2 separate regions of the Mus musculus genome follow, and region 2 is linked to region 1. The links are chromatin contacts, called in public HiChIP or PLAC-seq maps. All regions are on one chromosome and are shown on one strand. The core of a region is the stretch at or near the end of the contact, and the rest is flanking DNA. Distances in the headings are between cores, read along the strand shown. Region 1 holds the start of Zfp472 (zinc finger protein 472). Region 2 has its middle 7.9 kb from the start of Actl9.

Region 1 (6,596 bases), core at 2,274-4,773:
GATTTTAATCTAACTTTTGTGGCCAGCCAGGTCCTGGAACAGGGTCACTGAACTGGCTCATGTGTTCTGTGGTCAGCCAGTTCTTGGAACAGGCTGCTTCAGGGACCAACTATTTTTCTTTCTTGGCTCCAACATGGTCTAGGGGGCCAAACTTAAATTTTCTACCTTACACATGAAGGCTCACAACCATCTGTATAGCTACAGTGTAGTCACACAGACTAAATCAATCAATCAACCAATCAATCAATCTTAAAAACAAACAAACAAAACTTCAACAACAACAACAAAACCCAAGAACAACAACAAAAAAAGCAAGCCTGCATAGTGTGACACTCCTTTAATCCCTGCACTCAGGAGGCAGAAGCAGGCAGATGTCTGTGAGTTTGTGGCCGGCATGGTCTATACAGTGAGTTCTGGTCAGGCAGAGCTACACAGCGAGACTCTACATGACCCCAGATGGAACACCTGAAAGAATGTGGGGGCTACAGCAGCTTGAGCGCTGGCTGAACCCCTAGCTGGGCTGTGAAGGGCCCAGTGAGCTCTTCTGGAAGGTACAAGAACAAAAGAGATTTGTTTTCCTTTGTAAAAAATGAGAGGGTGAGTGACATTGGGGGTCTAAGAATGAATGTGACTCGCTGATTCTTTTTATCCTTTCTAGTTTTTGGACTTCTCTTTCTTCTCCTTTCTTTCTCTCTTCTCTTCATTGCCCCCCAACCCCAGATGACAAAACTCAGTTGGAATACCACCAAACATGCCAGGCCATGGAGAGAATGAAAGCTCTTAAAGGAGTGTAGCCCTCATGTTATAAGAAGTTCCCCATTTCCTGACAGTATCAACCTGTTACCTCTCTGTTGCAGAAAATCTTCTCCCAAATATGCTCCGGCAATGAAAACACAACAGAGTTAATATGATTACAAGCTGTGCGCCTAGATTGGGCAGACCTGCTGCTACACTACCATCTTCCACCTTTATGAGACCCCTTAGAACTTGCGGTTTCTCCAGGCCATGTGCTTCTGCTCCGTTTTTCTTCTTCTTCCTCCTCCTCCTTTGCATCCTCTCCCTCTTCCATTTTCTCCTTTCTCCTTTCTCTCTCTCTCTCTCTCTCTCTCTCTCTCTCTCTCTCTCTCTCTCACACACACACACATACACACCCCTTCTGATCTACCTTTCCTTTTATCTGTCCAATCATCAGTTCTCCTTTACTTTACAAATTAAGGTGGGAAGCTGAGAGCTGACTCATTCCTTGTTCACAACCACTCAAAGGAGAACAGAATTAACAGCAAATATAATTAGCCCCAGGGCTATCCACAACACCTCTTCCATTGAGGGGTTGCAATAGTGGTGGATCATTTTGTCAATTTAGATGGATTAAGGCACTTAGTGATTTAATCAGGTGCATCTATATGTGGTAATGTCAAGTGCTTTGTGGCCCTCAGTGGTAGAGCCCATGTCTGGCATTCAAGAGGTCCTGGATTCCTTCCTTGGTACTGTAAAAGGAGATGATAACCTTGGTTAACATGAATGGGGCTCACCCTTTAGCTGAAAGGCCACGAGAGCAGACTTTTTCAGTGAAGACAAAATTCTGCTCTGTGTCTATAGCCTCAGCATGTGTGAGTTTCTGCTTGGATCTAGAGGCTCTACAGGGTTTGAACTTGTCAGTCAAATAACCACATGGATCAAGAAGGCAGGCATGCTACACATGTGTAATCCCCTCCTCTGAGAGGCTGAGGCATAAGGAGTATAAGTTTAAAGTGAACCTGGGCTATATACCTCAAGTTAAATATGAAGCATATCTTCAGATAAATATATATGTAGATAGAATGCAATTTAGTCAAAAATCTGTGGCTTTAACAAAACACCCTGGATAAACAGTTTATAAGGAGGAACTTATTTTGGCTCTTGGTTTTAGGTCACAGTCAGCTGATCTCCTTGGTTTAGGCCTGAGGTAAAACAGAGGATCATGGTGGGAAGCCCAAGGAGTCAAGTTGCTCATCTCATGGTGGCTGGGAAGTAAATAGATAAATGTTCATGCTTGGTTGCTTAGGAAAGGGCTAGAGTTCCAATACTTGCTTCAAGGGCACATCTTTCAGGACTTTACTTCCACTCAGCAGCCCCCCAATCACTAAGTTTCCATCACCTCCAAGCAGCATCCGCGGACCATATCTTCAACACACAAGCTTTGGTATTTAACATCAAACCCCAAACTAAAAATTAAGTCATTTTATCCAGCTATACCGTTCTAGATATACACGAAGAGAGTAAATGTCACCATGTAACTAAGATTCCTGCACACATATTTATTGCAGCATTGAGCATCCAAGTGATGGAGTCACCCAAGGAGCCTAGCAGTGGAGGAACAAATGGATAGAATATATGTGGTATTTATGAAAGTGAAGTATTATTCATCCACAAAAGAATGTTGTTTGCAAAAAAAAAAAAAAAAAAAAAAACACGGAACTGGAGATCATCATGTTAGGGAAATGAGCCAGGCTCAAATCAACAGATATTACATGTTTGCTTTTATATGATGAGCCTAAGTAGGCAAAATGAAAGTAGAAGGATGTTTATTAAGGCAGAGGGATTTTTAAAAAGCCAATCAGAGTGAACATAATCAAAGTTATTTCACAGAGGAATTTAAACAGAAATCAGTTTTGGTTTGCTATCATGGCTTTTCCCAGCTTACTCTGATTGAAGAGCAAAGGATTTATTCAAAAGTGACGTTATGACACTATTTGTATGTCGGAAAAAAAAAATACCAGGAAGAGCCCGCTGAGCCCAAGAGGCTGTGAATGGGGCTGGAGAGTTGGTGGATAAGGGCGCATGATAAACACCTAGGACTGGAGTTCAGATTCCAGCACTCACGTTAGAGATCCCCTGCACATTTCTGAATCACTATCTATGAGGACGGCTCAAATAAGAGGATCGCTGTGGCTAGCTGGCTTCCATTATTAGCCAAGGAAACCCGAGCCCCAGGTAAAGTGATGAGTGAAACAAACAAACAAACAAACAAACAAACCCTGCCTCAATGGAAAAGCGAGTGGACTTCTGCCGTCTTCCGGCCTCAGTGAGCACTCGCGCACACACGGATTCATCCACGTAGACACATAAAACTAACAAATCTTTCAGAAGCCCTGGACCTGTGTGTGGTGTAGACGGGAGAATTCTGACTATATAGCTCTGGCTGACTCGAAACTCAATAACGTAGACAAAGCTAGCGTGGAACTGGTATTAAAAAGTGCACCACCACTCCCGGGCTGGAAGGTGTTCTGAAATGTGATAACCCTCCAGGATGAAATCACATTTATTTCGGAGAAAAGGTATGAGCTTGGACAGGGCAGTTGTTGCAATCTGTACTTACAGACCCATTTCGGTGGTAAGCGTTGCTGAACCTGATAACTCAGTTCTAAGGAGTTGGGTCCGGAATAATTCACGAACCAGGGTGACTGTTACTCCCCTGAGCTATCCAATAAGAAGCACGGATAGTGGAGGGTGGCTCCCTTGCCGCCATATTTGAGTTCCGGGTAGCTGGAGGGAGGAGAGTTGTGCTTGAGCTTCCCGGTGCCTGTTCTGCCGACTGCCGCTCAGTAGGAAGAACGCCTGGATGCATCAGAAGCAGGAAATGGTGAGTGTGCCCTGGACTCTTGGAAGGTGGGCGGAGGGTTCTGACACTGCCACGGCTTTGCTGTAAGGTGGCGCCGGCTCCCCGACGTGTGCAGCAATTTGAGATGGACTTTGGGAGTGCCGTCAACCCGGGTGCACTTGAGTTGTATGCTCTGTTAGCGGAGTCCCGTCCTGTCCCTTCCCTGTGAAGCTGCTTCGTCCCTAGTTTCTAGTCCTCCCATGACGAGCCTGCGCCGCGAACCCGAGCCTCCGCTGACATTGCAGCTGCCAAGTTGGTGACGCCGCGTCCAGACTGCGGTGAAGGCACGTGGGTGGTGTGCACTGTTTTGCACTTTTTCATTTCCTTGTTCCCTGCTTTAGTTTTACACTGTGGTCATCCTGAAGAGAGGCTCGTGCTCGTGTGTTCTCTCTCTCTCTCTCTCTCTCTCTCTCTCTCTCTCTCTCTCTCTCTCTCTCTCGGCTTCTTTTTTAAAGTACTAGGGATGGAACCTCAGGTCTCATGCTAAGCGAACGCTTTACCATAGACCTGTAGACCTGTATCTCCATCCCTCATCCTGAGTTCACAGCTGGATTTGTTAGCTGTGATAGGCAAAATTCCCTATTTGTATGTACTGATTAATTAAGCTGATCATTTCTGAAGTAAAGGTTAGATTTTGGAGACCTTTTCCAAAGGAAAGTCTCGATAGCAGTGAAAAAGCCCAGGGCAGGGAGGGATTGTGTTGTTCTGTCCGTTTATACGGGATTTCACTGGGTACCATTGGCTGGTCTGGAAAGAGTTATGTAGACCAAACTAGTCTGGAACTCTAGATCCTCCACAGTGCTACGTGTGTTTCTGCTCATATGGGAGGGTATTCTGGGACTTGGAAGCCCAGGAGCCATACATACAGCTCTGAAGGGAAAAGGTGTCCCAATGAGGACATCCTCAAACACGGGAGCCCAGGAACCACACAGCTCTGAGAGGAAGCCTCCTCAGCAGTTCCCAGAGGAGGGTATCCCCAGCTGAGCTGAGGAGTTTAGGAGCTTACAGGCTTCAGCTGCCCTTTCTCTTCTCTTCTTTGCTTCTTTTCTTCTTAGCTTCTTCTGATGAGAGCCACTCCAGGCAGTAGATCTTATAAAGGAGACTTATTGGAGAGAAAAATGGAGAGGGATGGCTGCCCTCTGCTCCCAGAGCTGACTGACATGGGAGAATTGGACAAAGGGCAGGACTTGGATAGGATTTCTTAGAGAGTGGACAGAAATTTCCAGATTGAGGTGTGGTGTGAGTTCAAGTCCTGAGCTTGGGATTTCCTGTTAAGGGATTGGTGGGTTTTTTTCACCCTTTCCCCTGCATTGGGCCCATGGGTTAAGATGGGAAGTCCTTCCTGGCTTCAGGTTGCCTGGGCTGATGGGCCATCCTTGTGGAGCTGCTCCAGGAGGCTGGAGAGGAGGTGCTGCCACTGTGGACAGCTCCTGTGACAACTCCAGGCTGAGAAATTGTGGTTCGGCCATAGAGCCGATATTTTGACAACTCCTGTGCTGGCCTCTTACTGCAGCCTTAGGCAAGGTGGGAAAGAGGGGACTACACTGGGATTATAGGTGATTTCCACCCCCTCCGCCACCCACTGTGTATATATATATATTTTTTTGTTTAGCTAGCCTTAGGGTACTTCTTCAAATTTAGAATGCATAAGAGAGATTTCTTTAATCCCATCGGAGGTAGAGACCGGCCTATCTCAGAGTTCAGTCCCCTAGGGCTACACAGTGAGACCCTGTTACATATAACCAAAACAAACAAGCAAACAACAAATAAAAGCCAAACAGAACTCTTATCAGGATTATAGTTCTTGGGAAAATTTTTAATATTTTCATTTCCTTTCTAATTCGGGTAGTTGTTAGTTTTTCTAGAGAGTGTAATTTCTTTGTTGTTATTTTTTAGATTAAAAACATTTTTATGTATATAAATATGTTTGAGTGTATGCTGCCTGTGTGGGGGTACCTGCTGAGAGCAGAAATGGGTGTGGATCCTTGGAACTGGAGTATAGGCAGTTGTCAGTAGCTCTTGTGGATAATGGGAACTGAACCTGGGTCCTCTGGAAGGACAATATGTGCTCATAACTGCTAAGTCATCTTTCCAACCCTGGACAGTGTGAGTTTTGACCATTGAGAAAATCTGGGTTGGTCAGTCTGAGAGAGAAAGACATCTTTGTTTTTTTACCTGTTATTTCTTGTAGATGTGTTTAGATTGTTATTTTCTTGGTTTTATTTGCGATGTCATCTGTGCCTAGAAAATTGTCCATCTCTTATGTATTTCCAGGTTTTTGCAAATAGTTTTCAGAGATAGTCTTCTGCATTTTATTGGAACCTTTTGTAACCTCCCCAAGTCATCTATATCTTTTTATTAATTTATACCCTTTCTTTCTGTTGATATTGCTAGGTGCTTGCAAATCTTTTCTTTTTTCTTTTTCTATAAAACAGCTGTCTGGTTTGGTATATTCTTTTCATGACCTTTTCATACTTTCTTAATTTTATTATTTCTTCTTGTTGTATGACTTTGGCTTTGGCTTATTCTCATTTTTCTAAGGCCATGTGTTTGCATCATTATGTTATTTAAACTCTCTCTTTCTCACAGTTATGACCTTTCTTCCTATATTGTAATAGGTATATATCCCAAAGATCACAGCAATTTTTCCATTTATATTTATTCTAAGAATTTAAAAATTTACTTTTTTTTTCAGTGACTTACCGGATATTCAAGATGTTTTTCATTTTCCATTTATTGATTTTTCTTAAGTTTTTCTTTATATTTTTAGTGTTACTTCTTTGATTTATTTAATAAGATATAATGCATTATTTCTTTTTTTGGTATTCTAAAATGTGGTCTACTTTAGCGTGGGTTCTATGGACTTCTGAGAAGACTGTATTCTGTATCTCTTAGATGGTATGTTTTAGCTGTTATATCCATTTAATCTGTGGTGTAGTTTAACTGCTATGTATAT
Region 2 (6,596 bases), core at 1,384-3,883, 470 kb after region 1:
AAAGGTTTCTTCATACATATATTTTGACATGTTTCTCCTCCCCCACCTACTCCCAGGTCCTTCCCAACTCCCTACCTGTATATTCCCTCTTGTTCTTAAAAAATATAAGCATATGATCTTCATCAGACCAAGGGCTTCTCCTCCCATTGATGGCCGACTAGGCCATCCTCTGCTACATATGCAACTAGAGACACAGCTCTGGGGAGGACTGGTTAGTTCATATTGTTGTTCCTCCTATAGGGTTGCAGACCCCTTTAGCTCCTTGGGTACTTTCTCTAGCTCTTTCATTGGGGGCCCTGTGTTCCATCACACTGACATAGCCTCACAAGAGAGAGCTATATCAGGGTCCTCTCAGCAAAATCTTGCTGGAATATGCAATAGTGTGTGGGTTTGGTGGTGGTATAAGGGATGGATCCCTGGGTGGGGCAGTCTCTGGATGATCCTTTCTTCTGTCTCAGCACTGAACTTTGTCTCTGTAACTCCTTCCATGGGTATTTTGTTCCCCATTCTAAGAAGGAACAAAGTATCTACACTTTGGTCTTCCTTCTTCTTGAGTTTCATGTGTTTTGCAAATTGTATCTTGGATATTCTACATTTCTGGGCCAATATCCGTTTATCAGTGAGTGCATATCATGTGTATTCTTTTGTGATTAGGTTACTTCACTCAAGATGATATCCTCCAGATGCATCCATTTGCCTAAGAATTTCAGGAATTCATTGTTTTTAATTGCTGAGTAGTACTCCATTGTAGCAAAGATCATATGCCCCAGTACAGGGGAATGCGAGGGCCAGGAGCAGGAGTGGGTGGGTTGGGGAGCAGGGTGGAGGAAGGGTTTAGGGTGCTTTGGGGATAGCACTTGAAATGTAAATGAAAATATCTAATAAAAATATAAGCAAAAGATCAGTAAGACTAAAAATTCCAAAATGAGAAAGTCCATAAAAGGTTCCTTTTTAAAGTTTTCTCACTGTATTTTCTACGCCATTCTCTACCTAACATAGATCATAGACAGACAGACATGTCACCACACACACACACACACATCCTACATACATCAGATACAACACAGTACATACAAAGACACAATAAAACTTCACATTCACGCATACCACACACATCAGACACACTTACATGCTCTCACACATCAGACACAATCACACACCTGCACACACACCACACACACCTTTTCTGTCCTCTCGTTCTCCCGTTATCACTCTAACATGGTGACTTTCCCAGAGTATGAATGTGCTTCTTTGTGAAGCACTGTAATTTGGCCCAGAAGTTTGCTGGATTACTTCACTTAGTATATCTTCCAGTTCTACCCATTTTCCTACAAAGCTCACAATTTTATTTTTATGGCGGAATAAAAGACTACAAACAGGAAGGAAGGGAGGGAGAGAAGTAGGGAATCAACCAAAACTGAGTATAAAATGCCCTAAGAAAATCTGTTACTTTGTATGCTAATTTTTCTTTCCCTTCCTTTTATTAAAAAATAGATTTTTTTCTCATATAATATATCCTAATTACAGTTGCTCCTCCCTCTACTCACAGTTCCTCCCCCACTTCCCCTCCCATTCGGATCCACTCCCTTTCTGTCTTCCATTAGGAAGGAACGGGCTTTTCAGAGGTAACAACAAAACATAAGGAAATAAAATATAGTAAGATAAAACATGTATGCTAGGTTTTTAATGAAAGCAAAATTCATTTTAAGAAGAAAAAGAGAGGAGGGAGGAGGGGGTCAGGGAGAGGGGTGGGGTGGGGGAATGGCAAGACTAACAGGCTAATTATACATTCTAGCCTAGGGGTTGAGGCCTACCCTAAATCTGCCAATCTGCCAGGTTACCAAGGTGAAAGCAGACACTTTTAGTTCTTCCCACCAGGGGGCAGCACCTTCAAGTTTAAGAGACCATGATAGCTTTGACTCTAATGCTACAACCCTGCATTCCTCAAGTTGTGGTGATCCCATTCCAACCATAAAATTATTTTCATTGCTACTTCATAACTTCAATTTTGCTATTGTTATGAATTGTGATATAAATATCTGTGTTTTCTAATGCTCTTAGGTGATCCCTGCGAAGGTGGTGTTGGACCCCCCAAAGGGGGCTTTAAAACAACAGGTTCAAAGGCAAGGGTAGAGGCATCAGGAGGAAACTCCTCCAAATGAGAAGCGGGTGGAAGTTGAGAAGAGAGGAAATTTCACTTATAAAAGGGGGAGAGAGCCGAGGGAGAGAAAGAGGGAGGCAGAGGTTGGGTTTGGGGGCGGGGTGAGGTAGGACACAGAGGAAGACAATGAAAAACAGCACTGAAGTTGGGAGGGAAACATGGAGGGGGTATAGGAAGAATGGGAGGGGAAGAAGTAGGGTAAATTTATTCAGAACACATATGTGTCTGAAATTATCAATGAAAAAAAATAGACTGTCTCAAATGCCACTAGAAGTGTGTAATGTTCAGAAAACCCACCTTCCCCCAGCCTACTAGGACACTAGACTGTTTAAACTAAACTGACTTTACAATTCCATGGATTAGTCCATCTACAACCACTCCAGGCCCAGAGCATTCCCATTTGCATACTCCCAGAGATGAGATCACTACCTGGATATTATTAGAACTCTCACCCCGTCGAATGAATCATTAGGCTCCACCCAGCGCCAGACGATAACATCTGCCCACACACACCCTAAAGCCCATGTGATCTCAAACCCAGAGAGCCCAGATCCCTCAGTTCTGGCTAAAGTCATTCACAAATATACATTGATCACACACAGTGATCTAGGAAAAATAAAGTCAAGAAGGCATGGGGGTCTCTCTGCCTCCCAAGTCCTTGTGCCCGAGACAGTCTATCACTTTTAGACCAGGTTTCTCCAACTCGCAGTTGCTGGCATCTGTCCCTTTCACAGAAGTCCAAGTCCTTTTGTTCTGAAGACACCAGAATCCATTCCCTCTCTCGAGCCTTCTGATCCCAGCCCAGTCCTTTGTCCTACAGGAACCTTCAAGTGTGTGTGTGTGCATGTGTGTGTGTGTCTGTGTGTGTGTCTGTGTGGGTGTGTGTGTGTGTCTGTGTGTCTGTGTGTGTGTGTGTCTGTGTGTGTGTCTGTGTGTGGGTGTTTGTGTGTCTATCTGTCTGTGTATGTCTGTGTGTCTGTGTGTGTGTCTGTGTGTGTCTGTGTGTGATGTATGAATTGCAGAGGGAGTACACTTATAAACTTGTGTGCAGAGGCCAAAGGATAGCATTGGATATCCTGCTGTACTTCTACTTCTCTGCCCTCTTCTCTTAAAGTGTGGTCTTGTTGAATCTCAAGTTGGACATTTCTGCTAGTCTGGATAACCAGTGAGTTTCCAAGATAAGCCCATTTCCTATCTCTCAGTGCTGGGGTTACAGGCATTCACAGTCATGCACAGCTTTTACATGAGTCTGGGGATCCAAATGCAGTCTGTCATATTTACATAGTAAACACTCTTACCCACTGAGATACCTTCCCAGCTCTTAGGACCCTGATCTCTCTCCAGGGGGGATCATTACACAGGTCTTAGAAATCATAAATCAGAACATACTGTCCACTGCTCAGAATTTACTGGTGACTTTTTATAACATGCAAATAAGTTCTGCCCATCTTTCTAAACCTTTCTTTAGCTGCCCTTCCCATTCCCCTCTACTCAACTACGCTTGCACTTTTTCTTCTTTCCTGTTTTGAAACACAGGAAATATGGCTAAAAGGAGAGCACAAGGGTATGCCCTAGTTCAATCTGGGCTGGCAGAAGACCTAACAAAAAATTAGGCTGTGTATCATTGTATAGTTCAGGATAGATGAAGGCAGGAGATCAGAGTTCAAAGTCAGCCTTTTTTATGTAGTCTAAGGCCAGCCTAGATCCAAAAGGGGAAGGAGGGACTGGAGAGATGGCTCAGTCAATAAACACTTGCCTCACAATGTGAGGAAACTTTAGTTCCCAGAGCAAAGGGGGGGGGGGGAGGAGAACAAAGAGAGGGAGGGAGGGAGGGAGGGAGGGAGGGAGGGAGGGAGGGAGGGAGGGAGGGAAAGGAAAGAAGAAAGAAGAGAGAGAAGGGAAGAAAGAGGGGAGGGAAGAAAAGAAGAAAAGGAAGAAGTTGCATATGATGGCATGCCCCATAATCTCAGCAATATCAGGACAGAGGGCAGATGACTGTGCTACCCACTCTCCAAAAGGGCTTCCTTGTTTGGCCTCAGTGGGAGAGGATGCGCCTAATCTGACAGAAATTTGGTGTGACAGGGATGTATGATACTCAGTGGGGACCCCACCCTCTCAGAGGAGAATGAGAGAGGGACTGGAGGACAGCATTTCGGATGTAAATAAATAAATAAATAAATGTTTGTTTGTTTGTTTGTTTGTTTTTTAAAGATAGAAGGTGGAAGCAAATGGCTCCCTGGAAGTTCCTGGTCTACATGGCAAAGTTCCATGTCAATGAGAGATTTTTTTTTTCTCAGACAGAAAGCACAGAAAGTGCTTAACGTATCCTCTAGGTTTCCCTCTAAGCTCTACAAAGGTACAGTGCAGTGTGTATGAGCACCCATATATACAAACACACAGAGGCACACACTAAATTAATGGGGAAATGAGTTCTGGGGAGATAGTTCAGGGCTTGACTGCTCGTTCTTCCAAAGGACCTGAGTGTGTTTCCCTGTTGCAATTAATCTCTCCCCCCCCCAAATATGCCCCAGCGATGAAAACACAACTCAATTAATATGAATACATGCTATTTTCCATAGATTGGGCAGATCTACTGCTACACTACCATCTTCCACATCTATGAAACCACTTAGAACTTGAGGTTTCTTCAGGCCATGTGCTTCTGCTCTGCTTTTCTTCTTCTTCCCCTCCTCTATATCCTCTCCCTCTTCCATTTTCTCCTTCTTCTCTCTCCCTCCTCCTGCTCCACTTTCCCTTTATCTGCCTAATCATCAGCTCTCCTCTATTTTACAAATTAAGGTGGAAAGCAGGTTTACAGGAAATCACCTGAGTGCTGACTTCCTTTTGGGAGCCACTCACAGGAGAACAGAATTAACATCAAATATAATTAACCCCAGGGCTATCCACAACTTTTCCCAGCATCCACATCAAGTGGCCCACAACTGTCAGATGGTCTGACACCATTTTCTAACCATGCACTTAAAACTAAAAACTTTTAAAAGATTGCTGGCCATGTAACACAGTATTTAAGTCTTTTTAAATTCACATGATACTATTGGTGTTATAAGATATGAAGCGGAAGGGTAGACTTTCTGAAAGGACATTACAATCCTTTCTGGGACAGGGGTTCATGGATTTCCTATGTACACAGTAACTCGGTTTCTTTTCCCGCGGCTGTGAGAAAATACTCTGACAGAAATAATTTAAAGAGAAAGGATTTGTTTGGCTGACAGCTCAAGGAACTTGAAGAGTCTAGTCATATCATCACAGTCAGGAGATTAGGGATACATGCAAGCTACTGCTTCACTCTTTCTCCACTGTAAACAGCCCAGAATCCTCTGTAGGGAATGGCTCTGCCCATGTCAATTATTTCATCAAGATTCTTCCCTCTAAGCATACACAGAAGCCCTTCTCCCAGGTGATTCTAGGTTCTGTCGAGTTTAAGATTAGCACTACCTGTTGCATGATGGTTGTATCCTGTTAGATGAATGTAAAACTATATGATGTCCCTGTTTTGGCAATTAATCATGACGTAAGGAGAGACACCTGGGGTCAACTTGACAAGAGGTAGATATGTGTGCTGGTGAGCTTCATGTATCATATTGGCTGGATCCTGTTACCCAGGTGTTAGGTCAAATACTAGATGTTTCTAGGGAGATATTTTTAGGTATAAGTAAGTTTCTGATCAATAGACTGAGTAATGTAGATTCTTATCTATAATAGGACAACCCTCACCTAATCAAGCGAATGTCTTAATAGAAAGAGAATAGTCTCAGATCCAAACAGTACTCTCTGCTTCTTTGCAATGCCCTTAATAACATATTTGAGAAGAAGAGGAGGAAAAAGAAATGGAGAAAATGGAGGCAAAGGGGGAAGGAAGGAAGGAAGGAAGGAAGGAAGGAAGGAAGGAAGGAAGGAAGGAAGGAAGGAAGGAAGGGAGGGAGGGAGGGAGGGAGGGAGGGAGGGAGGGAGGGGGAGACAGGAAAGGCTCTGTCCTACACCTAAAGAAAGATATCATCATCCTTCTCCTCTCCTCTTCCTCTTCTTCCTCCTCTTCGTGTAGCCATCAACTGCCTATAAATCTTCATGAAAGGGCAGGTTCTCCAAGAACTTCTTCTATCTCTGTGACAGAATGTCAAGCATAAACTTTTGCAGAATGTCAAGCATAAACTTTTGCAGGTCTTATGATGCAGATAATCACAGATGCTTAGTTGAGTACAACACAGCATCGTGTCTGGAAAATAGTGACCACTCCTTCCTGCTTTTACATTCTTTCCTGCCCCATGATGTTCTCTGAACTTTGAGGAAGATGGGGAAATATATTCTCCCATGTAGGGACTCAACAGTCACATATTCTCAGAACTTTTGACTATGAGTCTCTACAGTTCCTGCTGAAAAAAAAAAATAAGTTTCTCTAACCAAAGCTGACACCAAC

Evidence for each region. HiChIP or PLAC-seq counts read pairs in DNA pulled down with a chosen protein or histone mark.
Region 2: a contact with region 1 is called in an H3K4me3 HiChIP or PLAC-seq map of bone marrow-derived macrophages, with 3 times the contacts expected there. The contact joins the enhancer-like site here to the promoter of Zfp472 in region 1. A contact is called at or near these places in 4 of 39 promoter capture datasets (the 3T3-L1 cell line, embryonic stem cells and liver), 1 of 115 datasets of contacts at active chromatin or transcription factors (bone marrow-derived macrophages) and 1 of 9 other capture datasets (macrophages).

Annotation. Positions count from the first base shown.
Region 1 is chr17:32,962,308-32,968,903 of GRCm38.p6, forward strand. Zfp472 (zinc finger protein 472) reads left to right here and starts at 3,524. Exons shown (of 4, transcript NM_153063.3): 1 at 3,524-3,622. The coding sequence starts at 3,602. It also overlaps the pseudogene Cyp4f41-ps.
Region 2 is chr17:33,437,473-33,444,068 of GRCm38.p6, forward strand. No RefSeq gene overlaps it. Among named protein-coding and RNA genes, the nearest start is that of Actl9, 7.9 kb to the left of the region's middle. Within about 2 kb of position 2,634, at least 45 of the 459 cell types and tissues checked have an H3K27ac peak or open chromatin away from gene starts, as enhancers often do. A contact at or near this core is called in bone marrow-derived macrophages and macrophages, where this site is marked.